2 separate regions of the Hordeum vulgare genome follow, and region 1 is linked to region 2. Evidence: chromatin contacts called from public Hi-C data. All regions are on one chromosome and are shown on one strand. Each heading gives the region's core, a stretch centred on a gene start, on an enhancer-like site or on the middle of the called end of the contact. The rest is flanking DNA. Distances are from core to core; before and after follow the strand shown. Region 1 holds the start of LOC123397568 (dormancy-associated protein homolog 3-like). Region 2 holds the start of LOC123397563 (respiratory burst oxidase homolog protein E-like).

What was found. Hi-C and Micro-C count contacts between places; a contact is called where the count stands out from the background.
Region 1: a contact with region 2 is called in a Hi-C map of leaf, with 3 times the contacts expected there. The contact joins the promoter of LOC123397568 here to the promoter of LOC123397563 in region 2. A contact is called at or near these places in 6 of 6 Hi-C or Micro-C datasets (leaf, seedling and an unstated tissue) and 1 of 1 datasets of contacts at active chromatin or transcription factors (embryo).

Annotation. Positions count from the first base shown.
Region 1 is chr5H:433,557,050-433,561,074 of MorexV3_pseudomolecules_assembly, reverse strand. It overlaps LOC123397568 (dormancy-associated protein homolog 3-like), which reads left to right and starts at 2,483. Exons shown (of 4, transcript XM_045092101.1): 1 at 2,483-2,593; 2 at 2,745-3,039; 3 at 3,136-3,247; 4 at 3,381-3,884. The coding sequence starts at 2,763. The coding sequence ends at 3,408.
Region 2 is chr5H:433,390,840-433,395,271 of MorexV3_pseudomolecules_assembly, reverse strand. LOC123397563 (respiratory burst oxidase homolog protein E-like) reads left to right here and starts at 2,295. Exons shown (of 13, transcript XM_045092096.1): 1 at 2,295-3,293; 2 at 3,410-3,569; 3 at 3,744-3,792; 4 at 4,058-4,171; 5 at 4,263-4,432. The coding sequence starts at 2,633.

The DNA of each region.
Region 1 (4,025 bases), core at 1,234-3,733, 170 kb before region 2:
GACAGAGAGGAGGAGAAAGAAGGGCAGGGCTGCGCCGAGGGAGAGCGAGAAGTCTGTCTCCCAAGGGCCAAAACCCCTCTCTATTTATAGGAGGAGGGGAGGGGCTGCGCCACCCCTAGGGTTCCCTCCCTAGGGGCCGGCGGCCACCAGATGGGAAAGGGGGCGGCGGCTAGGGTCGGGAGGGGTGGCGCACCACCTGGTGGGCCTCAGGCCCACCTGGCTTAGGGTTTGCCCCCCTTTTTCTCTTCCCCACGCATTGGGCTGAGTGGGGAGGCGCACCAGCCCACCTAGCGGCTGGTTCCCTTCCCCACTTGTCCCACCTTACCTCCCGGGGTCGTTGCCCCCCTTCGGTGGACCCCCGGGGCCACCTCCGGTGGTCCCGGTGGTCCCGGTACGTTACCGGTGATGCCCGAAACACTTCCGGTATCCGAAACCATCCGTCCTATATATCAATCTTTACCTCCGGACCATTCCGGAGCTCCTCGTGACTTCCGGGGTCTCATCCGGGACTCCGAACAACTTTCGGTAACCTCGTATAACAATTCCCTATAACCCTAGCGGCATCGAACCTTAAGTGTGTAGACCCTACGGGTTCAGGAGACAGGCAGACATGACCGAGATGCCTCTCCGGCCAATAACCATCAGCGGGGTCTGGATACCCATGGTGGCTCCCACTTGCTCCACGATGATCTCATCGGATGAACCACGATGTCAAGGATTCAATTAATCCCGTATACGATTCCCTTTGTCTGTCGGTATAGAACTTGCCCGAGATTCAATCGTCGGTATACCTATACCTTGTTCAATCTCGTTACCGGTAAGTCTCTTTACTCGTTCCGTAGCACGTCATCGTGTGACTAACTCCTTAGTCACATTGAGCTCATGATGATGTTCTACCGAGTGGGCCCAGAGATACCTCTTCGTCACACGGAGTGACAAATCCGATCTCGATTCGTACCAACCCAACAGACACTTTCGGAGGTACCCGTAGTGCACCTTTATAGTCACCCAGTTACGTTGTGACGTTTGATACACCCAAAGCACTCCTACGGTATCCGGGAGTTGCACAATCTCACGGTCGAAGGAAAAGATACTTGACATTAGAAAAGCTTTAGCATACGAACAATACGATCTAGTGCTATGCTTAGGATTGGGTCTTGTCCATCACATCATTCTACCAATGATGTGATCCCGTTATCAATGACATCTAATGCCCATGATCAGGAAACCATGATCATCTATTGACTAACGAGCTAGCCAACTAGAGGCTTGCTAGGGACACATTGTGATCTATTTATTCACACATGCATTACTGTTTCCTGTTAATACAATTATAGCATGGACAATAGACGATTATCATGAACAAGGAAATATGATAATAACCATTTTATTATTGCCTCTAGGGCATATTTCCAACATGAGCACCCTAGACGGAAGAGGTCACCTCAAAGCCATAGTCCATTGTGACGAAGCTTCGTGGTTTCGTTGTGAGCTCCCAATTCAGTTGTGGAGATAGCCCCAACCTTGTTTGTAAAGGTTCGGTCGCCGCATTTAAGGGCACCTAGTGGAATCACGACATCTCGCATTGTGTGAGGGCGTGAGGAGAATACGGTGGTCTTAGTGACATCTTGGAGAGCATTGTGCCTCCACAATGCTCTAACGGAGACATACTTCCCCTCGAAGGGAAGGAACTTCGAAAACACATCCTCGTCTTCATCGATTCCATTTGTGGTTTACTTTTTCCTTTACTTGTATTTCTTACTTGTTTGTTATTGTTGGTGTTAGCATCATATAGGTTGCTCACTTAGTTGCTTGTCTAAATAACCTATCTATTGTTAAACTTAATTTGTTAAAGAAAACCTTAAAATTAGTAGTTGTCTATTCACCCCCTCTAATCATATCATATCGATCCTTTCACCTCGCTAACTCGAGGGTATGATATGTTGATCCCTCGTTTACTCGTTCATGTGTTTGCTTCATATGTTGCGTTCATAGATGTTTTGATTCTATGTACTGTTTGTATACACATGTTTAGATATCGGTATGAGTCGGCGATTGCCATGCTTATCATTTACTCATAGATTAGTCTAGTTGTAAAAGTGCTCATTTTCCAACGGGACACTGCCATTGTGCATGCCCTCGGCTTCTCATGATCCATTTTGCAGGCTGAGCCGACTCAGCACTCCGATATCAGCGGGAATCCGCATCCCAGACTGTTTTTATCCGATAATAACGACCCTATCCGGCTTGTTTGACTCATCATCCGCAATTACCGATGAAGATCCTGAAAACAACCCCATTTTATCCAGTTCCACCCTATCCGTTTCCTAATTCCTGATGGCTAAAAAACTGCGCCGGCTACGCTGGACCGCAGGAGCCGAGCCGAGCCGAGCCGATCGAGCCCGGAAACAGAAAGATGGGCAATCCAAAGTTGCGTATGCCCTCCAAATATCTCGCCTACGTCCCCTCCCCACCCTTCGGCCTCATCCATCTATAAAACTCCACCCGCTCCCTCCCTCCAACAAAGAAGGAAAGAAGGAAGGAGGATACACTGCGCCTGCGCCTGCGCCACACACACCCCTCGACACCAAAGGTAATAATCATCTCCATCCCCTCTCCTCTCTTCCTCCCTCTCGGCCAAGAACACGCGAGGCAAGAACAAATTTAGAGGAAGAGGAGATGATGATCGTGTATGTAAACTCAGCTCCTGATCTATCTAACCACGTAACTGCGACTGCGCGCAGGTTCCCGGATCCTGTTCCATGGGGCTTCTGGACCAGCTGTGGGACGACACGGTGGCCGGGCCGCGGCCGGACCACGGCCTCGGCAGGCTCCGCAAGTACGCCTCCTTCTCCCCGTCCTCCGCGGCGGCCGGCACGACCGCCGCGCCGTCGGCCGACCTTGCGGCGCCGGCCGTGACGCGGAGCATCACCATCCTCCGCCCGCCGGCCCTGTCCGTGACGTCCCCGCGCAGCGAGTCCGGCTCCGGCTCCGCGCCCTCGTCCCCGGCCAGCGTCCCCGACTCCCCCTTCGGCACAGGTACCTCCTTATGCACAATAACACCTTTGCCTCCTATTTTTATCTCGTACGACGTGGCCGGCGTGATGTGGCTGACATGCTTGCTTGTGGTTGCAGCAACGACACCCAGGGGAGAGGGCTGGAGCAAGCTGCGCCGCAAAGGCAGGATGGCCGCCGACGGGGCGGACGCCAGCCCCGGCACCCCCAGGAGCCCCACCGTCTACGACTGGTGCGTTGGCTTCAAACCGAATATCCCCTATTGTTTTTGAGCGCGTCGCATGATGAAACTAGCAGATCCAACCAACATGACACTGGTCTCTGGTAGCCACAAATCTGATTCTTCCCAACCGTGTGTCTGGCAGGGTGGTGATCAGTTCGCTGGACCGCTAACCGTGAAAAAAGAAGAAGCAGATCCACAAGACGGAGGAGAACTGCAGGAGCACAACGAGAGTAGCCGCAAACTACGTATGACCGGAAGATGGAACCCTGTCCCAGTAGTATATGCTATCAGTTATGTACTACTACTTCCGTTGTAAACTAAACATCATCCACTCCACGTGAGCTGGTGCTAGTTTTCGTAGCCAAGGATGTGTGCCACCGCGTAGATAGCTGAAGGAGAAGAGTTCGTAGTAGGCAACCGGCGACGTGCAACCACCTGAGGCGAATGAGACCGAGATGTGAAGCGTGTGTAAATCCTACCAGTGGTAGATGTAGATGAAGAGGGGATGCTGAGCTCTGGCCGTCAGGCTCTCCCCCTGCTGTTCTGTAGTCTGTACAAGGCCCGCGGGCAGCATGTGCTGATGCATGCAGTGTAAAATATGTCTGCAATAATGCATGGCTAAGTGAACCTCCACTCCTTTTGATTATTGTCAGTGTCAGGCATCCCGTTGGTTGGGCTAGTTGAAGAAATGGCACCAATAATTTGCTCGACTTGATTCGAGTGTGGTGTCAGGCCGATGTGAAGGTTATCTGATTCACTGTGCTCAGTCTTCTTTGTACGGTTAGGG
Region 2 (4,432 bases), core at 1,046-3,545:
TCACCATGTACTCCACTAAATCTCATTTCCTCTTTTATCTTCCACTCAAACCTTGATGCAATTAGGGTGTGAAAATAGTTGAGATAATTTGACCTCTTTCCCCCACAAAAGAACCACCCCTCGTTTCCTTCCATCACTTGAGTTGACAACAAAAAATCCATCGTAAGATGCCGCCACCAATAATCTGTCGGATAGCGAGTATCCGACAAAACTATCACCTCAGGGTTCTCCATTGGATGTCCAGAAGAGCGTGAATTGTCGGGTCATTTCCCAAACCCCTATAGTTCCAAGCTAACACTCTAATTATTCTTGAAGGGACTCTTCGAAGGAGCCTGCCGATCTCTCTAAATTTTCATCACCCTCAACATTACACCACCATCACCATTGCCTACTCTTTGTTCCCTTTTTTCGATTCTTTTGTGGAGTAGATGAAGGGTCCATACAAACATCATTGCCATGAAACTTATCAACAATACCCGCCACCAAAGAACTAGTTGCAACCACTACTATAGCCCCCTCAAGATTATGTACGTCTCCCTCTATCGCACCTGAGTTCAGGCCTAATATTTCCCTCCCCGGGGGAATCAGGTCCAACATATTTTTGTCATTAGCAGCCCCACTTAGATTGTTCTATGCATTCGGTTTTTGATCGGTTTAGCTGGGGGGGGGGGGGGTTCCTTGGAATTAAAGGTAGCATACCAATGCGAACTCTCATATATGGATGCGTTTCTACCATGCATTATTCCCCAATCTCTATCACGGTCATCGGGAATATGTCCTCTAGCAAAGCCTATGCCAAAGGGATTCCACCTCTTCCTCTTCCATTGCATCGATCCGAACTGTGATCAACACATTGGCCTCTACCCTCATTAGCAAGGGTAAAGTTTTCCTAGACAAGTTTTGCTACATCATGCTCTTTGGTGCCGCATTCTTCATGACAACGACCGATCGATATGCACTTGTCAAAGAAATAAGGGAACTTCTCATATTTAACTTGGTACAACTCATTCCCCTCTTTAGTGATGGATTCGAATCTGTCCAATTTCCTGTTCACATCCAATTTAACTCAAAGCGGAAGAAAAGAACCAATGTACCTAGTTGACAACCAAAGTTGTACTTCATGTATTTCACACATGTTCTTGCACATTCCTTTAACAATTTTCTCATCCAGATAATTATCTAGTAGCTTTAGGACACGAGCCTTGACCACAATCTTTTTCAAAGTAACTGAACGCGGGTTTTCAAAGAAATTGTACTCCTCTATAATCATGCTTGGTTCCAAAAGAGCCACGACCCTATGTTCATGACCGTGTTCCAATTGCTTAGGCATCTGAACTAGATCGTAAACATGTTTGGTTCAATCATACACCAGTGAACATCTCTTGTCGGGTTTTATGTAGACCACATATCAGAATAAAGAGCAGACGGACTACACCATTTGTTTGTATGAACCCTAAGAATTGCCAACCACTTAGCCATCTGGCAGCTCGACCTCGCGCTCCCAAATAAAGTCGTCCCCTTCATCTTCGTGCAGGCCGAGACATTGTAGCAGATCATCAGCATCTTCCTTTCCAGGTTGCTTTTTGCTGGCTTCTTCTTCGTCCTCCATGGGCGGATGTCAAGCTTTTCTCGTGATTCCTCAAATGTTGTCGCGGGAATCCCCGCTGGAAGTATCGGAGAGCAGATCGACATCAGATCATGTGAGATAAGAACCGAGCGTCGTCGGAGGATAAACAAACCCCTAGGCTTTCTGCGAGGGGACAATACCATGGTTAAGGCTAAAATCCAATCGCATAGCGACGGCTGGTTTATTAGTTTTACGCATCCCGTGTAAAATCTGAATCCATGGCACACAAACAAAAGAAAAAAAAGGCAAACTATTCGACCTTTCAAAAAAAAAAAAAGAGGACAAACTATTCAAAGTTGCAACAACAGTCTCCCTCCGAATCAACGGTCCCCGGATCCTCCTGTTTTAACCCACACACACGACAGTCGACGGTCGCTCCAGCCTCCAGTCCCCCTCATTTTTACTCATTTGGAAGCATCTGAGATTCCTGGACCGACGTGGTCCGGTCCACGTTCCACAGTCTACACTCCACTCCGCCCCACACCGACCGACCGCAGGCAGGCAGGTTGCCGCCGCACCGAGCAGCTCTCGCCCCAGGCCAAACCCGTGGCGCCCGCAGCTCCTTTCCGGGGGCTCGGAGACGACCCGAGCCCGAGCGGCGCACACAAGGAAAAGATATGGACTTGGTATAAAGATAAAGCGTTGGCGCGAGGCAGCAGCAAAGCCGAGCACAGCACCGCACCGCGAAGCCAAGCAAAACCGCGGTGCATGCGTGCATAGGAATAGAAGAAGATAGGGGTGGTCACCGCGGCGCGCCACCAGGTGATCACCGGCCCGCGGCGGGCGGGCGGGCGGGCGTACGACAAGCCGAGCCAGCCCACGGGGCGCGACGGGGAGAGATAGCAAGCGAGCCGAGAGCTTGCGTTGCGTGTCATAATACAGGCGGGCGCACCGCAACTACCATTGCAGCCCCCACCCAGAGCGCCGGGCTATTTTTATTCTTCTTCTTCCTCCTCCTCCTCCTCCCTGCTTGCTGCTCTCGCGGGCGGGGGCGGGGGCGCGGCCATGTGGACGCCGTCGCGCGGGAGCAACGCGCGGCGGGCCGGCCACCGGCGCATCGCGGAGGGCCTCCCGGACGACCAGACCACCAACACCGACACGTCCGACAACGAGTCCTTCACCACCGCCTATGGGGACGAGTTCTTCGCCGCGGCCGCCGGGGGGAGCGGGGCCGGGGGCATGCTCCCGGCATTCCTCGCCGACCAGGAGGACCTGGTGGAGGTCATGCTGGAGCTGGACGAGGAGTCCATGGTGGTGCGCAGCGTCACGCCCACCAGAGCCGCGCTCTACAGCGCCGCGGCGATGCCGCACACGCCGGAGGCGCCGGGCGGCGCCCTCAGCCGCTGCTCCTCGACGTCCTCGCGGATACGGAAGAAGTTCGCGTGGCTGCGTTCCCCGTCCCCCGCGCCCTCGCCCTCGCCGCGCGTGCCCACGCCCGCCGAGCTGCAGCGGGAGGCGGCCATGGCGGCCCGCGAGCGGCGGCGCATCCAGGCGCGGGTCAACCGGTCACGCGCCGGCGCCAAGCGCGCGCTCAAGGGCCTCCGCTTCATCAGCCGCACCACCGGCTCCCTCGAGGCCGCCGAGCTCTGGCGCCGCGTCGAGGAGCGCTTCAACGCCCTCGCCCACGACGGCCTCCTCTCCCGCGACAACTTCGGCGAATGCATCGGTACACCATCCCACACTCCTACTCTGTTTCTCTCTCGGCAACAGCCGCCCTCTGTGCTCCTCCCATCCCATCCCATTGTGTGATTAATGGCGAAGTTCTTGTCCGATGATGATCAGGAATGGTGGACTCGAAGGAGTTCGCGGAGGGCATCTTCGACGCGCTGGCGCGGCGGCGGAAGCAGAACCTGGAGCGGATCAACAAGGAGGAGCTCTACGACTTCTGGCTCCAGATCTCCGATCAGAGCTTCGACGCGCGGCTCCAGATCTTCTTCGACATGTAAGCGCAGCGCACCACCACCGAAACCGAATCCTCCGCCCATACATTTCCTTTCACCGGATCCCAAGCAACCGCTTTAATCCGCCATTCCCGACTTCCCATGCAAGCTCTCGCGCGTCCCAACCAGATTCTCGATGCTCATTCTTCTTGTTTTTGCCCCCAAATTCAATTCAGGGTGGACACCAACGTGGACGGGAGGATAACGAGGGAGGAAGTACAGGAGGTGACTTTTTTTTTCCTTTTTTTTTCAAACGGTTTCCTCGAATCATTTCTCCATTACCAGCGTTTAAGAAGCTTCTTCTGCGCGCCCAGCTCCAATTACAGTCACGCTTGCTGTTAGTTAATTACTGCTGCAGTAACTATCACCCCTTTGCTGTTACTTTCACGTGCTCAGCTGCTGCTTCTGCTTCACTCATCAAGTCCCAAGTAGTGGTAGTAAAAAGAATTATCACTGAAGAAGAAACTTTTGGTGTTTTTTGCCCGAGCAGCTGATCGTTCTGAGCGCGTCGGCGAACAAGCTGGCCAAGCTCAAGGAGCAGGCGGAGGAGTACGCGTCGCTCATCATGGAGGAGCTCGACCCGGAGAACCTCGGCTACATTGAGGTGCGCACCATACCATACCATTTATGTGTACACCAGCTTTCGTCTGGGGACGACGACACGTGTGCTGACTTTCGTCTCGGGCGGTGGCCAGCTGTGGCAGCTGGAGACGCTGCTGCTCCAGCGCGACACGTACATGAACTACAGCCGGCCGCTGAGCACGGCGAGCGGCGCGCAGTGGAGCCAGAACCTGGGCGTGGGCGGCGGCGGGGCGGCGGCGGGCGGCGGCGGCAGCAAGGGGGAGGAGGACCCGCAGACGACGTG